Linked DNA regions of Zea mays: all the other regions are linked to region 1. A link is a contact called in public Hi-C data. All regions are on one chromosome and are shown on one strand. Each heading gives the region's core, a stretch centred on a gene start, on an enhancer-like site or on the middle of the called end of the contact. The rest is flanking DNA. Distances are from core to core; before and after follow the strand shown.

The links. Hi-C and Micro-C count contacts between places; a contact is called where the count stands out from the background.
Region 2: a contact with region 1 is called in a Hi-C map of leaf mesophyll, with 6 times the contacts expected there. The contact joins the promoter of LOC100281814 here to the promoter of LOC100193864 in region 1. A contact is called at or near these places in 4 of 25 Hi-C or Micro-C datasets (ear, leaf, leaf mesophyll and 1 more).
Region 3: a contact with region 1 is called in a Hi-C map of tassel, with 2.4 times the contacts expected there. The contact joins the promoter of LOC100281256 here to the promoter of LOC100193864 in region 1. A contact is called at or near these places in 2 of 25 Hi-C or Micro-C datasets (ear and tassel) and 1 of 3 datasets of contacts at active chromatin or transcription factors (leaf).

What each region holds. Positions count from the first base shown.
Region 1 is chr2:190,142,726-190,147,338 of Zm-B73-REFERENCE-NAM-5.0, reverse strand. LOC100193864 (Alpha carbonic anhydrase 4) reads right to left here and starts at 2,248. Exons shown (of 6, transcript NM_001138944.1): 1 at 2,105-2,248; 2 at 1,746-1,960; 3 at 1,560-1,666; 4 at 1,373-1,487; 5 at 1,052-1,276; 6 at 529-941. The coding sequence starts at 2,192. The coding sequence ends at 834.
Region 2 is chr2:190,504,076-190,508,688 of Zm-B73-REFERENCE-NAM-5.0, reverse strand. LOC100281814 reads right to left here and starts at 1,890. Exons shown (of 4, transcript NM_001349039.1): 1 at 1,674-1,890; 2 at 1,462-1,561. The coding sequence starts at 1,809. LOC100285181 reads left to right here and starts at 2,034. Exons shown (of 4, transcript NM_001158075.1): 1 at 2,034-2,281; 2 at 3,733-3,942; 3 at 4,031-4,107; 4 at 4,217-4,492. The coding sequence starts at 2,081. The coding sequence ends at 4,361. LOC103647474 (a long non-coding RNA gene) reads right to left here and starts at 1,454. Exons shown (of 2, transcript XR_562868.2): 1 at 266-1,454; 2 at 1-175. LOC100275591 reads right to left here. Exons shown (of 5, transcript NM_001365909.1): 5 at 4,270-4,613.
Region 3 is chr2:189,884,250-189,888,862 of Zm-B73-REFERENCE-NAM-5.0, reverse strand. It overlaps LOC100281256, which reads left to right and starts at 1,936. Exons shown (of 1, transcript NM_001154175.2): 1 at 1,936-3,457. The coding sequence starts at 2,549. The coding sequence ends at 3,283.

The sequences.
Region 1 (4,613 bases), core at 999-3,498:
TGGTTGTGTGCCTATGTAGCTAGACTAGGCTCGCGAGGTAGGTCGGGCTTTGCTTGTTAAGAACCGACCTAAAATGTTGGCTCAATTCGTGACTCATTTCAAACGAGTCGAGTCGAGCCGAGCGTCTAATGAGTCGTGAATGTGTTATCGAGCCACGGGTTTTTTATCTAGGTCTAATTAGGAACCACATTAGCTTATTAAGAGTAGTTACTGTGCATCCATCATTCTCATTAGCCTTGATCAGATGAAGTGAGGGTTTACATGTATTACTCTTGGTGATCGACATCATATAGGCGGTTTTGATGGCAATTGGAAATGTGATGATCACTTAAAGAGTTTGTGAGTGACTCAAATCAAGGTTGTACACAGTTCCGAACGATTCACTGTAATGAAAAGACAAAGAACGAGCACATAAAGAGCATTTGGTCCTTATACGAACCAAAACGAAGCGATACCCTTACACAGGTGGTCCAATGAGATCTAGAGAGGAGTATCGAGCCTTTGATACTTGGCAATTCCTCATAATGTCTTTAAACATTTATATTTAAGCAATTCTTTCAAGTATTTACATTACTAAAATTATGGTAGTAGTATAGGAGTGGAACTTAGTGTGTAAAACTTCTGTTTACACAAAGATGGCATGCCTGTTTAATTTGCATCGAGACATCAATTCGCCAAAGATTTTCAACCCATACTCTCGGGAGGGTGAGCTACTGTTCTAACCTGTTTCACCAAAGAAACTGTCAATACTCAGCACACGAGCTTTCGAGTATATATAGGAAGCCGAACAAAGAAGCATCGTGGTACGTCTTCAAGGCTCACGTTCTCCTCGATCAGGTTGCTTCTGGCGCCGGCGCCGGCGCCGGCGCTTCTGTGGCTCCTGCTGCTTTGTAGTAGCGAACAACGCGGCTGTTGATTTTCTGAGCCGGCCGTGCATTTGCCTCCACCGACGTACGTAAAATGAGAAATAAACAATAAGGAGAGACGACAAGGGGTTTAGGATCACTCTGCTTTGCTCAGCGTTCTGTCGGTGACCTAGCTAGCTACGTACCTCCTTCACCGACTCGATGGAGTGGATCTCCTCCTTGGATGCATCTGCTACCTTGCTCATGATAGTCCAAAGCACTCCTTGAGTGCAGGGTGGGGTTGTAAGCGAGCCCTCGTACCCGTAGTATCCAGAGGCCTTGTCTATCCAGGCTGCCGGATCGACGACGGGGCCCTTCACTTCCTCCGTGCCGTTCTGTTTACCAGCGAGCCTCTCGAAGTAGGGCTTGAGCTGCGTTGTGGTGTTAATTAGTAGCATCCAGCTAGCGTCTATATAGCGAGGTCATCGTCGTCATCTTCTTAATTTGCAGGCAACGTACGTACGTACATCGCGGAGCAGCTTGCTGGACTTGCCTGCTTTGGCGCTGAACAGCACCGCGACGACGGCTTTCGACTTGGCGTCGGTGGAGTCCTCGTGGACCATGTGCATCTCCGCGTCAAAGCTTCACACCCCAACAAGCAGGTGAGAAAGATTGATGAATGTAATGGGGGCAGTGAGTGAAACCAATCCTCACCGGGTGCCGTTGACGGTGTGCTCAGAGGGAACGTGCCAGTGCACCTGCTTCAGCTTGTACTTCTTCCCTTCGATTGTCAGGCCGCCGTTCCCTCCTGTCCAGTTCAGCTACACCCAAGAAGACAACAAATTGGACAAATGTTCACAACGGGATTATATGGGGGGGTGGGGGCTCATCTGATCTGACCATGAAATCGTGGAGTCTGTTGTGCATGACGGCGTCGCCAGGCTCGTAGGTCTGCTGCAGCGGGTCTAAATCCTCAGAGACCTCCACCTTGGCGACGTCGATCGGGGACTGCTCGGTGCCGCTGTCACAGACATCCCAGTCCTTCTGCAATGTGGCCCATTTTGTAGGCCCGGTCGGGTCACCCTCCCTGTAGCTGAAGGATGACTGGGGTGTGGCTGCACGATAATCAAACGTAACCGAGAGCTAGCATATGGTCAGATTTATCTTATGATGGCCAAGATGAAACGGGACAGAGATAGAGAGACATCGATTTGAGTTTCAGGACAATTTAATGGACAATTTGGTGCTCCAGGACTTACTGCCCACTGCCGACGCATACCGCGCGCACAAGGCGACGATCGCAAAGGTGATGGCGGCCAGCGCTACGTCGTCCCGTCGCCGAGCCATCGCCGCTGCAGATCGTCGCCGTGGACACAAATAGCGGGCGGGCGCCGGCGGTGTGCAGAGCCAGAGCCAGAGCCAGAGGCCGTGTCCGTGTGCGCTTACGTACGGGAGGGCCGCCTTCAAAATAGGAGAGGGATGAATGGCCTTGGCCTCACATCGCCTATGGAGTATTTTTGGGCTACTAACTATATATGTTGTGTACGCTGTAGGCCATCTTCGTTATTGTGGCATATGCGACAAGTGAACGAATTAATTAATTCCAAGAGATTTTGTGCCTTTATTTATGCAAAAGGGATATTGGGTTAGCTGACAACAAACAAACATAACCCTTTTTATATATATATGCGTGACCGGAGGAACGAACTCGGTTCGTTATGTCATTCATATATGTGAGCGACGGGGCGGATGAATGAGCAGGCAGTGGCAGAGGGGACGGCTCGGCCGAGGGCAGAAGCCACAATGGCGAGGAGGAGGCGGCGGCGCATGTCGAGATGCTGGCATCGGAGGGAAGAGAGCGGCGGCGGAAGGAAAAGAACGAGCGCTATAGGATGCGGCGCTAAGCAGACACCATAGTCTATAGCACCGAACAAATGGTTAAAAAATGAAATTTAACATGAAATTTCTTCAAAAAAAAGGATCAAAATAAAAAAATCGGACGCCAGTAGGATACGAACAGTTAGCACTGATTTGGTGATCAGGGATCTCAAGAGAATCTATGGGAAGAAATCCCCTTACAATTCAATTTTAAATAACAAAAGAATTCCTCCCCATGGATCCCCTCAGAATCCCTGATCACCAAATCAGTCCTTACGTTTCTTGGGTTTTTAAAATATTTTTTTGTTGGTTTTCCTGGCACAGGAAAGAAATAATAGTGAAGCCCAGCCTAGTTTCCTACTGGAGAGTTGGGCCAAGGCGGATAGTGGGCCGCAAGCCGAACTTATTCATAGCTCACAGCCTAAGAACACAGAGGCAGTGCCGTAGGTGAGTGTTGGCCCAAGGCAGGCTTGTGGGCCGCTCGCAGAACCTAGTCACGGCTCATAAGCCATAACCTAGAAACTCCCTCCGACCAGCGCGCCACCTTGCGGCCCCCGGCACGGCTGGCGTCACGCCATTGAAGGCGCCGCATCTATGGTCAGGTCGGGAGCCGCGTCTTATCATAACTCATCATCATCGCCTTGTTGTTGCAGCAGCGGCAGCGATGCCTGCCAGCATCTATCTTGGCCAGGCCACTGCTCTGCTGCTGCCTGCTGCGTGATGGTGCGCCTACTGTTCCATGCCTGCTCGCTATAGCTCTACGCTCGCGATGCTTTGCCACAGTGACGGACGCATGCAGTTGCAGAGGCCATGCATATCATATCGCTGTGTTGCAGTTGCAGGGGCTTGGGGGGTTGCGATTCTAGTAACTGCGACTGCGAGCGAGCACGTTGGTTGTTTGTCTGTACTCGGCGAGATTCCAGTCGATCTTGCGAGCCACTGCTCCCTCAGTTCAAAATACACACACACACAGAGACCGTAATACTAGATTGTGGACGAAAGGAGCGAGTAATATGATAGGGATTGTAATCTTGTGTTTTGGACGGAGAGAATAGTGCGGTAGCATCACCCACATACTAGTAAGTAACGTTGCTTTAACCAAAATCATTGTCCTCGTATGTGAGGAGCGAAGGGCGTGGACGCTCCCGGTCGGCGCTTTTTAGAGAGAGAGAGAGAGAGAGGATACACCGCCACTGCGTCGTCCATCGCCATTGCTTTGCTTGCAGAGAAGTTGCATCCAAAAATCCGATGCCAGCAGGGGTGGACGGAGGCGAGATTGACTTTTCATTTCCACCGCAACCTTGTGCAGTAGCTTTCGGCTTTGAACGAAGGAAGCGCCGGCCCCCTCTCCCTCTTTCCCTCACCCGCAGACAGAAGCGCCAAAAGCGGCGAGGAGAAAGAAAGATTGCTTAAAAAGACTCGAAAGGCATGGGCGCTAGGGCTGCCATCGGCAACGAGGTGTAGGAAAGGGCGAGCAGCAAGCAAGCAATGCACACGGGGGGAGGGAGGGAGGGACTGACACGTCGCGGTCAGATAAGCGTAAATGAACCCGGACCGCGCTTTTGAGTGACACCGTGTGCGCGGTCAGGCAGAACGGTTCTGCGGATGGGATTGGGATTGGCCGAAAGAAAAAGATTCTTTTGCTCGCTGCTAATAGCAGTCCCTCGGACAGACCCTGACATGAGGGGCCGCCCCTGGTAGACGGTGCTATTGGCGGTCTCGTCGAGCATGCATGTTCTCTCATCAACCTGGTGCAGGCGACTAGACTAGCGCACAGACCCGGACCCGCTCACCACGAGAACATTGTGCATGAGAGAGACGGGGCAATGGATCGTGGCCATCGGCCGGGGTAGTAGCAGCGATCAAATCGGCATCTGGGCGCACCACCTG
Region 2 (4,613 bases), core at 641-3,140, 360 kb before region 1:
GTGCTGGTTTTGCTGGTGGATTGGTTGACTGGCCTCATATTCAGTTACCATGTAACAATGGAGTTTGAACAATCCTATAGATTCGATGTCTATGCTTGTGAGCATGCCTTTCTTCTGATGGTTCAAAAGTGAAGAAGTCCTACCTTGTCCTCATTTGTGGCACATCAGATTTTACCTACTCGTAAAAAAGGAATATTATTTAAAAACTACATTAACTACCTTGTGAATGCATTGAAGAATAAACTAACATGTGATTGGTTCGAACCTGTAAGATGTTCGCCTCCTAACAAGGAAACAAGTACAAGTGACTCTGTAAAATCTGACTCTATAAAATACACTATTAGTGATTCAGAAAAGCCTGATTGATGAATGATTACTTGAATTAAATTTTATCAGTTACATCATAACATGTTTTAACAGTTTGGATCCTAACTAGCATTGTTACTTGCTTTTTATCACTCTTTGAACGCAAGAGTTTTCAGTCTGCTCTCTGTAACTACCTATGAAGATAGGTTTCTTTCACACAGTGATAGAATTTAGAATTTTCAATAGGCCAATGAATTGGATTTCTTTCTGCTCTGTTGGGGAGGGCAGTGAGTGGTGCTGCTACAGTCTTAGAAATGATGGTAAAGATTTTTTTTAGATAATGGAATGATGGTAAAGATATTGAGCCTTTAGTTTTATTCCAAAGATGCTCTTTGTTACTTGTCATCCTTACACAACTTATATTAACATTAATTTCTAATGACTTTTCGCCTAAATCTGGTGCCCTGATGTGTTTATTTAAATCTTACTATTACCATCTAATTAATATAGTTGCACAAAACTATGTTGGTTCGTCGACATTAGCTTCTGTCTTAAACAACTGTAGGGCGCCCGAATGGGCGCCTAATGTTCTAGTTACCTTAATAAACATAAAGGAGGATAAAAGCATCATGATCCATGATCATGGACAATTTATAACTGCGGGTGTTTGGGACTGCTGCAGCTCTAGAAAATTTGATAGAGTTGGTAGAGCAGGTCATTAGATGCTCCAGAAAACTGCGGAACTGGAGTTGTGAACCTTTAGATAACATTTAGTCATTTAGATAAATCGTTTTGTTTATTATTTAAATTAAAAATACTTTTTAAGCTATGCAAATTTATATTATAAACTATAGCTCCAGCTGGAGCTGGAACCTGGGGCAGTCTAAAACACCCCCTTAGTTTACTATTCACAACAATTATAAGTCCAGAGCCTGCTTAGGGAAATGGAGATTAACCCGAATCGAAAGTCTGGCATCATTGTAACATAAGTTTTTTACGTCGCATGCAAATTCGCGTGATTTCCTAAAATTATGCTTATCTTCAATCGTACAGATAATATCAAAAACCGGGATCGACTCAATCATTTGGATTTCAAAAACCCTAAATTCATCCACCAATCCCATCAGTCTTTAACAAATCAAGCAGTATCCTCACCTCCACTCTGAATCGTCCCCGTAGGGTGAGTAATAGTCGTATCCGATCTCATCCTTGTTCACGCAATTGAACATGAGCGCCGCCAGCGAAGCGAAGATCCCTGCAAAATGCCCATGCCCATGCCCAACGGAATCGCACCCATCAATCGAACCCCAAAGCTCTCAAGCGAAAAATGGAGGCTACTCCTCGAATCTTAGGGCTCCCGGTCTCACCTGGAAGGTAGTGGAGGAAGGAGACCTGGACCGCGCTGCAAACGACCGCGTCCACCCAGAACCACCATCCGGCCCCGAAGATGGCGCCGGACACGCCCGGGCCGATGATGCCCCAAAGCAGAGCAAGGTTCTCCATGGTCGCGACCTCTCCTCACCAACTCCTCCCACCAAGCAATCTCCTCGTCGTTCTGCTCTTCACCCTTTTTCGGGAGAAATTATTCTTTTCTAAGTGGAAACTGGAGGTGGGTAGAGTCACTGGGCCAAACAATCTCCGTCCAATAAAGCCCAACTTGGTATTTTCTTTGAGCCTGTTGCGCCACGCATGTTTATGGGCCTATCGAATCGCGTTGAGATGGACGTAGTGGCGCTTGGGGCTGTTCGTTGTGGTGGTGCGGCAGGAAGAGACGATGGCGCGAGGTGGCGCGTGGGCCGCGGTGGCGGCGGCGGCCGTGTGGTGGATGGCGGCGGGGGCCGGGGCGGTATGGCTGGAGATTGCGCCGTCAGGGACTAAGTGTGTGTCGGAGGAGATCCAATCCAACGTTGTTGTCATCGGCGACTACTCCGTCCTCTATGATCACCACCACGCCCAGCCTACCATCTCCGTCAAGGTAACCAATCGTTTGGACCTACAAATGCGAGGACATATCATGTGCAATCACTTATCCTGGTGCAAGCGTGCAATCAAGCGATCTGGTGCATCCGATCTAGATCTAATGATGACTGTTATTTTATATTTAACCCATTCCACCTAAAACATAGTACCTATTTTACTTTTAACCCCTTCCATATGAAACCGTTGGATCTAGATTGGATGCTCTGGATAATTTGATTGCACGCTTGCACCAAAATAAGTGATTGCACGGGATATATCCTCTACAAATGCAATATCAGACTAAAACGGCGTTACGACGTAATTAGTTTAAGGGGGATAAATTGAACTAAAATAGTAGTTGACACCGTAATTAATTAATTAGCCGACCTAGAAAACACCAGTTGGGGTATCCATTTGCATCCACCAGATCGGGATTGATCGAAGCAGTACAGCATGGGAGGTGATAGACAAAAAATGTACTGTTATATACATTGTAATTTTTGTGGATCGGTTGGTACTCCTCTATTTTCTATGCTTTTGTGTAGACTAGGATTGGAATGGGAGTGCATTATGTGTAGTAACTGTTCTCAAATATTTATCATTCGCTAGTTTATTTTTAAACTAAACCGCGATAAATAAAAAAGGTCGGAGGGAGTATTATGGAAGGAAGTGCATTATGTGCAGTAGCTGTTATTTCTTTGACGTCATGGAGTTATGGTATTAGGTACTATTAGCTAACAATCGATGACAATTGTCAACTTGAGCACATCGGACATGTGATTAGCCATTGGGAGATATCACATATGCCTCTTTTCATTGTGGTCACGCAGTCTGTGGGTGTACTAAAAACACTATTTGAAAACTATTCTGCTAGCTCAGATGCATGATAAAAATTAAAAACAGTTTTTCCCGTTATAAAAGATACATAACTCTCGTTATTGTTTGGGAAAGAAAAAAATCATTGTGATTTTATTGCTGTTGCGGCTCCCCATTAGTTTTAGGTTCAGTCAAATTGGTCCTGAATACGGCAAGTTGTTGATTCCTTTCGTCCTGTCCTAGGCCTTCTCCATTTTTTCTGCACTATTGTTTGTGGTACATGTACATCAAATGGATCACGGTTACATTGTTAGTTCTTCAATAATGAAACTGGAAGATGCTGTCCAACACCTTGCTTATCTTGCATGTGGGCCATAAACTCGACCTTCGATTAGAGGGAACTACAAATGGGCGCCATTTTGTTGGATAGAGTTGTGATTATGAAACACAGGAGACATGGAATCCACCTCCATATTGCAACATTTTACCCTCAAAAGCCTTTGACTTATTTGCGCATGGTAGTGGTAGTGGATAAATCTATTGCAATTCACTTCATAGAGAACATACTGGTAACTTTGCTGGGAGAGGAACTGGACATTGACCGGGAGTTGTCTAACATGCTTACATTTCTTTGGGGGGTCATTATTTCAGGTTACGTCCCCTTTTGGAGACATTGTTCATAAGAAAGAGAAGGTTTCGATGGGGCAATTTGCATTTACCACAGCAGAAGCAGGGAACTACCTTGCCTGCTTCTCAATTGATGGTGAGGACAGAGGGTTAGTGGTGAAGCTAAACCTTGACTGGAAAATTGGGCTGGCTAGTAGAGACTGGGATTCTGTTGCCAAAAAGGAAAAGATCGAGGTGAAGTATATTAAAAAATGAGGCGTTATACTGCCAGCTGTTGTCTTGTTTTACTCCCCTTCCATATGACATGGAGTTTTATAATCAGGGAGTTGAACTGGAGTTGCTCAAGCTCGAAGTTGCTGTCCAATCAATCCATGACAACCTGCTGCTACTAAAATCCAAGTCTGTGCATCCATTTGTTTTTTCTAGCTTCATGTTGTGATTATCCACGTACCTGGCTGATATCCAGGGTACAATAGCAATCTATTTAACGAAGTTGTTCTCGGTGCAGAGAAGCTAACATGAGGGACGTCAGTGAGCAGACGAATTCTAGGGTCACGTGGCTGAGCATGCTGTCTCTTGTTGTTTGCATTGCAGTCTCTGTTTTACAGCTGTGGCATCTACAACAGTACTTCCGAAAGATGAAGCTCATCTGACCTGATGTCTGAAATATAGTGCTCTGCAATAAGCTTATCTTCATCTTTTTTTTTTTTGCATATGAGATCTGGTAGTTCCACCGTCGAGCCTAGCAATTGTAAATAAAATGGTATAACAAACTGAAATCCCACACATGAGACTGCTGTTTTCCTTGTTCGACTTACTTTTGCAGCGTGCAAAACAGTGTTTTTTCTTTCCTTTTCTTCCATGGACAACTCAGGGATGCCTCTGCTACAACTACAAGCATGGAC
Region 3 (4,613 bases), core at 687-3,186, 260 kb after region 1:
CCCCCCTGTGACGTGGTCGGTCCGAGCCCTGGGTCGGGCGAGGCGGAGGCTCCTCCGAGGTCGAGGTCGAGTCTGTCTTCCGAGGTCGAGGTCGAGTCCGAGCCCTGGGTCGGGCGAGGCGGAGACCATCGTCTAAGGCCGAAGCTGAGTCCGAGCCCTGGGGTCGGGCGAGGCGGAGTTCATCGTCTTCCGGGGCTGAGGCCGAGTCCGAGCCCTGGGGTCGGGCGAGGCGGAGTTCGTTGTCTTCCGGGGCCGAGGCCGAGTCCGAGCCCTGGGGTCGGGCGAGGCGGAGTTCGTCGTCTTCCGGGGCCGAGGCCGAGTCCGAGCCCTGGGGTCGGGCGAGGCGGAGTTCGTCGTCTTCCGAGGCCTAGGCCGAGTCCGAGCCCTGGGGTCGGGCGAGGCGGAGCTTCCTATGGCGCCCGAAGCCGGACTTGGCTGCTGTCAGCCTCTCTCTGTCGAGTGGCACAGCAGTCGGAGCGGCGCAGGCGGCACTGTCTTCTTGTCAGGCCGATCAGTGGAGCGGCGAAGTGACTGCGGTCACTTCGGCTCTATCGACTGAAGGGCGCGCGTCAGGATAAGGTGTCAGGCCATCCTTGCATTAAATGCTCCTGCGATACGGTCGGTCGGTGTGGCGATCCGGGCCACGTTGCTTCTCGGCGAAGACTGGGCCTCGGGCGAGCCGAAGGTGTATCCATTGCTTGAGGGGGCCCTCGGGCGAGACGTGAATCCTCCGAGGTCGGCTGCCCTTGCCCGAGGCTGGGCTCGGGCGAGGCGAGGTCGTGTCCCTTGAGTGGACCGAGCCTTGACTTAGTCGCACCCATCAGGCCTTTGCAGCTTTGTGCTGATGGGGGTTACCAGCTGAGATTATGAGTATTGGGGGTACCCCTAATTATGGTCCCCGACAAGAAGTGACATGAAGTGATGTACCTTTGCGTTTTACCTTTTCAAGGGGTTTCTAGACTTGTGTTGGATTTAGAATTCATTTGCAAGCTCTTGTTGGCATAGTTGTGACATAGGTCCAAGATATCAAATGAATATTGTCATACTAATTGAAAGATAAATCTTGATACCTAGAGTCTAGATGTCACCTAACATTTTCTTATCATAACAAGAGGCAACATAAAAATTGCACAAGTATGGATTATACAACTAGTGATCATGTACGAAAATACCAATTGAAAACACCAATTGATACAATTTGATGTTCAAGGCAAAGGTATGGCAATTTGATGTTCAAGGCAAAGGTACGAAAATACCAATTGAAAGACACCAATTTGATGTTCAAGGCGACGCTCCCGAGACAAGCGGACAAGCGACGACGGCGCTCCTGAGTAGGGGTGGGCGTTCGGGTTACCCGGAAATTTCGGGTCAGGTAATTCGGGTATTTAAAATTTTGGGTTTTGAGAATCGATACTCGAAATTACAATGGGTTTTACAATACCCGAAAATTCGGGTTCGGGTATTCCCGAATTACCCGAATTGTTGTGTCGGCTTCATAAAAACATATACACCCTATTAAATTAGTATAAAAATACAATTTAAATAATGATATACATGGACATATAAAACACAAGCAATCTACAATCACAAGTTATGCACACTTAACATAATTATAAATGTACAAATTAATAATTAAGTATAACATGAGTACATAACACATGAAAGTTCGGATAATTCGGGTACCCAATTGTGATACCCGAATAATCTAAAATAAATTCGGGTTTTGCAAGTTGTTATCCAAAATTTTTAATTAAAATTCAGGTTTTAGGTATTTCAAGTTCAAGTATTAGAGGTTCAGACTTCGGGTTACGGGTTTTTAGCCAGGCCTACTCGTGAGGCGGGCGAGCGGTGCCATCGCACCCTGCCCATGAACCACAGTGGTGGCCCCGATGCACGAGTGGTGAAATCGGATTATGGGAGCTTGCCACATCGGACGTCGTTCCACTTCCACACCCTTCTCTTCTATCAATTTCACGGTTCCACCGCTTTGTTCGTATTTTGCCTTTGCTTCGCTTGGCTTCCTCCCTCCGAGGTTCCCCAGACCCCCAACCAACCAAAACCCTATCCGCCGCCCCCGCCCCCGCCCTTGGCTGAGGACATGTATCCACCGCTCGGGGACGCATAGGTTGTGTTACGAGTGGGAGAAAGCTTCTTCAGTACGTGCTGATCTCTCCGCCACACCTGCACAGGAGTGGCCATAGATCGCCGGAACGCGCCTCCGCCGCCGGACGCGGCGGCGGAGAAGGATGAGAGCACCCAGGGTCTACAACTCCCGGAGGACATCCGCTGGGAGCGGCTCGACAAGGCGCGCTTCTTTGTCGTGGGCGCCGGGCTCTTCTCCGCCGTCTCGGCCGCGCTCTACCCCGCCGTTGTCCTCAAGACGCGCCTCCAAGTCGCCCCTGCGGCGGCCGCGGCGGCTGAGTCAGCAGCGCTCCCGCCCTCCGCCGTCGCGGCGGCGACTGCCATCCTGCGCCAGGAGGGGCCCCTCGCCTTCTACCGCGGCTTCGCCACCTCCCTCGCCGGCACCATCCCTGCGCGCGCGCTGTACATGGGCGCGCTCGAGGCCACGCGCTCCGCCGTCGGCCCAGCCGCGCTCAGCTTCGGCGCCGCGGAGCCCGCTGCGTCGGCGGCAGCGGGCGCAGTGGCGGGCCTCGCCGCCGCCGTCGCCGCGCAGGTCGTGTGGACGCCCGTCGACGTCATCAGCCAGCGCCTCATGGTTCAGGGCAACCCCTGTCCTGCCTCCCGCTACCATGGCGGCCTTGACGCCTTCCGCAAGACCGTGGCTTCTGACGGACTACGCGGCCTGTACCGTGGGTTCGGCATGTCCATCCTAACCTACGCCCCCTCCAATGCTGTGTGGTGGGCAACTTATTCACTGTCGCAGAAGATAATTTGGAGTGGAATTGGCTGCTACTTGTGCGATTATGGTGTTGGTGTCCAGGAAATTGATCTCGGTGATGGGGATTCTTTGCTGCAGCCAGGTTGCAAGACTGTCATGGTAGTTCAGGGAGTGAGTGCCGCGATGGCCGGTGGTGCATCTGCGTTTGTGACCATGCCACTGGACACCATCAAAACCAGGATGCAAGTCATGGATGGGGACGGTGAGCCGATTACGGTGGGGAGGACAGTGCGTAGGCTGATCAAGGAAGGTGGGTTGGCTGCTTGTTACAGGGGCCTAGGCCCGAGGTGGGCGTCCATGTCATTGTCTGCCACCACCATGATCACCACCTATGAGTTCCTCAAGCGGCTCTCAGACAAGGGCCAGGGGAGTGATCTTGCATGATGTTTGATAACCAGTATAGACAACAAGTGATCAGGTGCATTTGCTTTGTTTCTTTATCGTTTCATTTCCAGCATGTTATGTGTTGAAAAAAAATGGTGGGCTAATGTTTGTAGATAATTTTTGTTTGCTCTTATAATCAAGTTTTCCGACGTGGTGCAATTTACGTTGGTTATATATTGTAGTTCTCATATCATGTTGTTCTAGTTGCATTTATTGGCATCAAATTGGTGGTTATGGCTTGGTATGATTCAGTTTTGCTTACTCAAACCTTTGTTTGTGCTGAAGTATTGATGTTTGTAATACAGTTGTTGTTAAGTGCCTTTGGACTTCTGTGAACGCTAACAATGTTGTCCATGCCCCATGTTAGTAGAACTAGAACATTGTCATGTTTGCTTAGGATGTCTGTAAATTTACTGGCACCTGGTTGTGAGCAAGAATATAGATTTATACTCACGATTGCAAATATTGTACTGCTGATTCTAGTATAATTGGTATGTGTTTTTTCTGTTTATACTAGCACCATGCTTAACAGCAGACATGTCAAATAGATCCATTTTTTTCCTATTCGATGACACCAAGCATCAGATGGGCTTTGTGTCAATTATTCCGTCTCTATTCTGTTTCTGTTTCTTAACCAGGTTTATGACAGAATCTGAATATGCTTGATAGACATTAATACTAGTTTACAGTGTAGCCTGATACTTCTGCAGCTTGCAAGCAAGTGAAATCGATATGTTATACATGAATTCTTAGGGGGTGTTTGAATGCACTAGAGCTAATAGTTAGTTGGCTAAAAAATTGCTAGTGAAATTAGCTAGGTAAGTATGAGTTAATTTCTAAACTCTCGATAGCCGGTTGTAGTGTGTTTTTTTTTTGTTCTTTGTTTCGGTTCTCTTTTTGTACCTCTGTGTACTCATTATTATTAATAATAAAATTTGTACTGTAGGGGTTTTCCCTACAACCTTTTCCTTTCAATAAACTATGAGCTAATTTGCTAAAAGTTTCTAACAGTTAAACTATTAGCTAGACTGTTTCGATGCCTTCAACTAATTTTAGTAGCTATCTATCACCTCTAGTGCATTCAAACATGGCCTTATACACAAGGCAAGGGTGCAGTTTGAGCTGTCGGAATGGAGTTGTGGAAACACGCACTTGTGTCATTTTACCCTTATTTATCATTCTTATTCCACCTCATTCAGTTTGTTATTGGAGAAGGTGGCAAATTTAGGTAGCTGGTTTAAGAGTTTTTTTTTGTTCGATTTTTTTTTAAAAAAACCATAGATGATGTTTCAACTAATTGCACTATGCCAATGTCTCTACTTCGATTAGA